Regions from separate parts of the Mus musculus genome. Here region 2 is linked to region 1. The links are chromatin contacts, called in public HiChIP or PLAC-seq maps. All regions are on one chromosome and are shown on one strand. The core of a region is the stretch at or near the end of the contact, and the rest is flanking DNA. Distances in the headings are between cores, read along the strand shown.

Region 1 (3,011 bases), core at 186-2,685:
GCTCATCCACTTTTCGAGAGATAACAATCGGAATGAGGAGGAGGAGCCAGTCTTGCAAAGATCCGAGTGGCAGGAGTGGCCTTCCAATAGAGTTCCAAATGAAAGGTGAGATGCTTTACTGAGGCTGTCTTTAAGACAGGGCTCAGGTGGGTGAGCACTCACAAAGCCCTAAGTTAGATCCGCAGTGCCACCTTAAAAAACAGGATCAGATATTCAACATCACCCTCAGCTATATAGTGAGTTCAAGGCCACCCTGTCTCAAACACAAAATAGACAGAAAACCCTTAGGACTGGCTTTAGTAGGTAAAAGAGGATGAGAAGAAATTACGAAGTAGAACAGGAGACAGAGCCCAGACCACAGTGAGTCTATAAACCCTCGTGAGGAATTCAGGTTTCATGAGAAGCTTGACACAAACTTTGAAAACATGTAAGCCACAGAGGGGTTTAATCTGACCTATGTTTTCACACTTCCTACTTGGAATGGCTTAAGGCTGGTGATCTCATATCAATTTAGTTATCAGGTAACTAGACGGAGGAACAGCGAGGAAAGCTTGTAAAGATGGCCCCGTGATTCATGCGTGAGACATACCTGTCTGTTGTGACTCTGGGATGGCCCCATGACTTGGTGTCTGGCTGATGGGATAACTTGCAGCGACCACTCTATGAGCAAGCTCAGGCTAGCCCGCTGGATAATGAGAAGCACATAGACAAGTATTCTCTGCTGACACAGAGCCATCAGCAGGCATGAGTGTTAGCCATCCAAACCATTCCAATCTGCCTACCTTACCCACAGAATAGTAAGAAACAGTATCTTGTTACCTTAACTCCATACATTTTTAAACAATTTGTATATTTGCTTGCTTCTTTATTGTGTTTGTATATACACCTATTTTCATACTATGGTATATATGTAGACGTTAGAGGACAACTTGGAGGGGTCAGTAATCTCCTCCCACCTGGGGGTCCTGGGAATTGAACTCTGGTCTTAAGGCTTGGCAGCAGACACCCTTACCTACTGAGCCATCTCCCTAGTCCTAAGTCAGTACATTTTCAGATGATGTGTTACACAGCAAAAGCTAACTGCTACAAGAACACAGATGAGTCAGTTTGCTTTCGATATTTCTCAAGGACCTCCTGACAATGGTAAATGTCCCTATTTTCCTGTTTAGCAGCTCACACCCCTGATTCTTCCTTTTGATTATTACTCATTAACCCTAGAAGGAGAAAAACTGGAGTTTCCCAGGCAAGATCATAGCTGTGCCTATCAAAAGTGGACACATGAACTCCAAGTAGCTAAGATACAATGACAGAGCAGCTGAACTGCAAGTCCTGGCCTGGGTGGTCGAGAGTGTACCCAGGGTGACACCAGGGAAGCAAATGCCATCAGCAACTTGGCTCTGAACTCTGTCCTATCTAACAGCTCTTCACTCCGTGCAGGATCCAACGAGAAACTGCGAGTCTGTGAGTCAGAAAGAGTTTACAACTTCCTTCCTCAAAAGGCTCCAAAATAAGCAGAATAAACACCAGTTGGTCTCAGCTGGTTGCACGTTGGCCTGCCTGGAGGAGGGGGATGCCAGAGACAGCTTCTGGAGGCTTCTCACAGCCCTACACTTCTAGGAAATAGACAATTACGAACAACATGGATTTTATTATCGTGACATCGCTAAGGTCTTTGCATAAAGCCTATATTTAAAAATATAAACATGTAAGTGAAAAAAATGTCAGGGGAATAAATATTTGTCTTAAAAGAGACCATCTGTTTCAAATTTTTATTTAAAAAAAACCAACATGTGTTTTATTTTAAATTTGTATGTGTGCTGTTATCCTTGGGTTAAGTATTAGGTAAATAGACAGAAGCATTGAGAATCCATTTTCCAGCAAATTTTGGTTAGAAATCCTTGCACACGTGACACAGGAGATAATTTGGGGGCTAATTGGAGCTTTGTGGGAGGCCAGCTCCTTGCAGACCTCCCCCACCCCCTGCAGCCTCTGTTTGGAGGGTGTTTCCTCAGCACGCATGTTTGTTTTGGATGAGAGGGCTTTTTACACCTCTGAGGACTCAGCCAACACAACACATGGCAAACTGCTTCCAGCCCAGCCCAGATGTGTACCCAGATGTAAGGAGGCCAGTGTGACGGGACCTCAGGACTCCAGTCTGAGGATGCTCCTCCCGTATAGCTCGAAGGGCAGTGGGTTTGGGTGTAATGGAAATACTGTTTGTGGAGAGGGGTCAAGAATAGCTTCACAGAGGAGATGTCTGTGAGCTGGTTTCCACATGGGAAGAGAGAGCAACGAACGTCCTTCAGAGGGAGGTAAGAAGGGACCCAGGGGATCTGGAAGAATGACATCGAGTTCCATGATAGTGGAGAACAGCTCATGGTGAGAGTGACTGGAGAGGGATCTGGAGATGGGGCAGGGGATAGTGAACAACTTCCTTTCTTCTGTTCTTCCTTCCTAATAGTAACACACACAAACTCACACACACTCACGCACATACAGCACACACATACACATACATACACATAATCACCACACACTTACACACATACACACACACACACTCACACACTCATGCATATATACCGTACACACATACATAAATACATACATACATACACACATTCACCACACACACATATACACACATACACACACCACACACATACACGCATACACATACACCATACACACACACATACATACATACATACATACATACACACATTTACCACACACACACACACACACACACACACACACACACACACACACACTGCTCTCCACTGCAGGGTATTTGTTCATTTAGACACAGCCATGTCCAACCTTTTGATGTTGTAACAACACCATGTTTATCGCCTACAAAGTCTACCCTTGCATCCACCCTTGCAATTAAGCTATGGGGCAGGGGAGGTGGGGTAGGGACAGAAGCAAAAGAATCACAAAAATATCTCAGAATATTTAAGTGAGTTTACAAGTTTGTTGTGGACTGGGTTCTGAACACCCTTCCCCAA
Region 2 (3,011 bases), core at 309-2,808, 190 kb after region 1:
GCCCCCAGGACCTTCCCATCCTGGATCTGGGTAGCAGGTGGCAAGTACCCTCTGTGTGCTGGCTCCATATTGGCCAGCTTTGCCTCTGGTCTATGTTGTTAGTATCGGGCCTGCCCAATTCCCTCCTCATCCTTCTTATTCATTCAACAAACATTTAAGCAGTCTTTATACTGGAAGGTAAACACTACTAGACGGTAGGTCCCCAAAGGTATATGAGATTCACCAGGGCCCTGGCGTGGTGAAGCTAACATCTAACTAGGAAGATACACGGAAAAGCTTTTGTTCACAATCCAGTGTGAGAAAAGCCTTTGTTCACAATCCAGTGTGAAAGTCCGATCGTATATAGGCCATGGAAACGGACAAAGTGCAAGACCCAGGGGAGAATCCACAGACAATAGAAGACTATTGACCTGGCTGAACATTTTGTGTGTGATCTCCATTTTCATCGTGTGGGTCCTGGGGTTTGAACTCAGATCGTCAGGCCTGGCCTCAAGCACCTTTACCGGGTGGGCCATCTCAACAGGCCAAATGTATTATCAATCAAAGCAATCGTCTCAAGGGAAAGTAGAGAGACAGTCTAGATCCGTCCACCCCTGTTCCAAGCAATAGGGGCCAAACTCCTAGGAAAGGTTACGTGGGCCCCACTTAGGATCCGCCCTCTGTCTTCCCACCTCCTAATCCCTAACCTGATCAAACTGTTGGTTCTGTTCAGAAGAGAGGAGCCTTCTCACCTGACTCTTCAGCCGGGCGTGGTGGCGCACGCCTTTAATCTCAGCACTCCGGAGGCAGAGGCAGGCGGATTTCTGAGTTCAAGGCCAGCCTGGTGTACAAAGTTAGTTCCAGGACAGCGAGGGCTATACAGAGAAACCGTGTCTCAAAAAACAAAACAAACAAAAAACCAAAAAGAAGGGTCTCCATTTCCTTCTTGTGCCTATACAGTCAGAGAGGGTCCCACTCTAGGCCCTTACTAGAGTAAGGGTCCTCCTTTCTCCATCACCCCGTCCTTACCACCTGGCAGCAAGCAGTTCCTGAGGGGCTAGCCTCATTCCTGCCACCCCAAGTGGGAAATCCCTATCTCAAGGACGGTTTCGAAGCCTAGACAGAAATGTTCACATCACTGGCAACAGCTTTCCAAAGGCTAAAGCTGGCACCTCTAGGGGCCCACTGCCTGGAGCAGGCTCCGAGATCAGTGGGGTGGGTCACAGAGAGCACATCCGGTCTGGTACATCCTCTGCAGGGGTGGGGACCATTGTGCAGCTAGCTGGCCTTCCCAGGGGCGCTGTCGCATGTCCTCAGTCAGAGACCAACAAGCAGGAGGCCTGGCTGGCCTGGAGAGTCTGCAAGACCAGAACACGCGGTGCCTCTGAGCACCCACACGCTGGCGGGGAGTGGCTAGGGAGCTGAAGGTGGGGTTCGGGGAGGATTCCCCGGGCAGTGCGGGGGACGAGCCTGCGGACCGCTGGCGCGCGCCCCCGATCCTCCCCGCGGGAACGGGAGCGCGGCGCCGCGGGAGGAATCCCAGCTATTTCCTCTGCGCCCCGCGGTATGCGGCCGGCTCGCCTCCCTCCGAGTGAGCGAGCGCGGCCCCGGCACCAGCTGACTGCCAGCTGCCCTGGCCGCGCCGTGCAGCTCCGGATCCCGGCCAGCCGCCCCCTCGTCCCAGGCCACGAAACCGGCCTTTCCAGCAGCCTGAGACCTGTACCGCTGTGCCAGCCAGAACCTGTCCCCGGCCCGCGTGGAAAAGCCGGGCGGACATTAGCGCCCACGCGAGTGTCATGCGTCTGGGTCTGAAACTACAAGTTCCTTAACCTAGTTCCCAAACTGTTGTGCAACGGTGACCCCGGCCTACTCATCTGTGTTGCGACAAGGTTAAATGTGAAAAAGAAAGACAGAGACAGAGTGTCAAGTGTATTTTCGTTTCTCTAGGTCGTTGCTGCTGTTCTTTATTTTGCTTTCCAGTCATAAGATCCTGTGCTGGCCTCTTTCCAGCCCGGCTTGTCAGTGAAATAGTCAGAGCGGGCTTTACTCGGAGACCTGTAGGTGGCTAACTCCTGCTGGGCCTGGTCTAGACTGGGTTCTCACTTTGCATCATCTATCTATCTATCTATCTATCTATCTATCTATCTATCTATCTATCACGGTTTGCCAAAGTTTCCCATGTTGGCCTCGAACTCGTAGGCAACCCTCCTGCTTCAGTTCCCCTAGTGCTGGAATGACAAGCTGTGAGCCACTATGCCCAGCCTGTGCTCTCGTTGTTTTGTTTTAGGGGTGGGGGGTTGATTGTTTGTTTGTTTTGTAGCTTTAAAAAGTCTGATAATGGAGTCCTCCTTGCTTTTAACCATTGTGCTCCGAACCACAATCACTGCTTGGAAGGCAGAGAGGTCAGTTATTTATATATGTTCAAATGATGTCATTGCTGTCTGAGAGCAACCAGGGAGGTAGTTGGTGGTTAGGGGAAATTGAAGGTGCGCACGGCCGATAACAGGTCTGCAAACGTGGAGTCCGGTAGTTGTGTGTCTGAAAAGAGGATTGTCACCGTGAACTCTCTGGGACCCTCTTTTCCTACTACAAAGAAAAATTCTTGCCAGTTTTGCCTTTAACTCTTCTGAGTAGCTGCCACCAGGGCGGGGAGGAAACTGAGACAGATCCTTGGCCACCCACACCTGCCTCACCACGCCCACAGCCGCGGCTGCTGGGACACGGGAGCTGGAAAGCCCCGGTTTCACCAGGCCTAACCACCAAGCCCTTTGCACAAAGGAGCTGCAGTCTGGCGTTTCCCCTGCCCGCCCTCAGTTTAGACTTCTTAGCTTCCATCCCAGCTTGCATCCATGGCCAAGCGCCAGCCACTTAAATCGATAATGTGCCCCCCACCCCCCAGAACAGTCCCTACACATGTGGCAGCCATAGACCTCATAGATCCAGGTGGAGACAGAACCGGAGAGATAGGTACTATAAATATCGCAGGCCAGCAGCAGGCAGTCTGAGCCTGCAGGCAGAGGCTCCCCACCCGC

What was found. HiChIP or PLAC-seq counts read pairs in DNA pulled down with a chosen protein or histone mark.
Region 2: an H3K4me3 HiChIP or PLAC-seq map of bone marrow-derived macrophages shows a contact between it and region 1, with 7 times the contacts expected there. The contact joins two enhancer-like sites. A contact is called at or near these places in 1 of 39 promoter capture datasets (liver), 3 of 484 Hi-C or Micro-C datasets (the HL-1 cell line, the N1E-115 cell line and bone marrow-derived macrophages), 9 of 115 datasets of contacts at active chromatin or transcription factors (the HPC-7 cell line, bone marrow-derived macrophages, embryonic basal ganglia and 6 more) and 1 of 9 other capture datasets (embryonic stem cells).

Annotation. Positions count from the first base shown.
Region 1 is chr17:83,080,401-83,083,411 of GRCm38.p6, forward strand. No RefSeq gene overlaps it. Among named protein-coding and RNA genes, the nearest start is that of Gm19689, 3.7 kb to the left of the region's middle. Within about 2 kb of position 1,436, at least 20 of the 459 cell types and tissues checked have an H3K27ac peak or open chromatin away from gene starts, as enhancers often do. A contact at or near this core is called in the HPC-7 cell line, bone marrow-derived macrophages and microglia, where this site is marked.
Region 2 is chr17:83,274,838-83,277,848 of GRCm38.p6, forward strand. No RefSeq gene overlaps it. Among named protein-coding and RNA genes, the nearest start is that of Gm24240, 6.4 kb to the left of the region's middle. Within about 2 kb of position 1,559, at least 392 of the 459 cell types and tissues checked have an H3K27ac peak or open chromatin away from gene starts, as enhancers often do. A contact at or near this core is called in the HPC-7 cell line, bone marrow-derived macrophages and microglia, where this site is marked.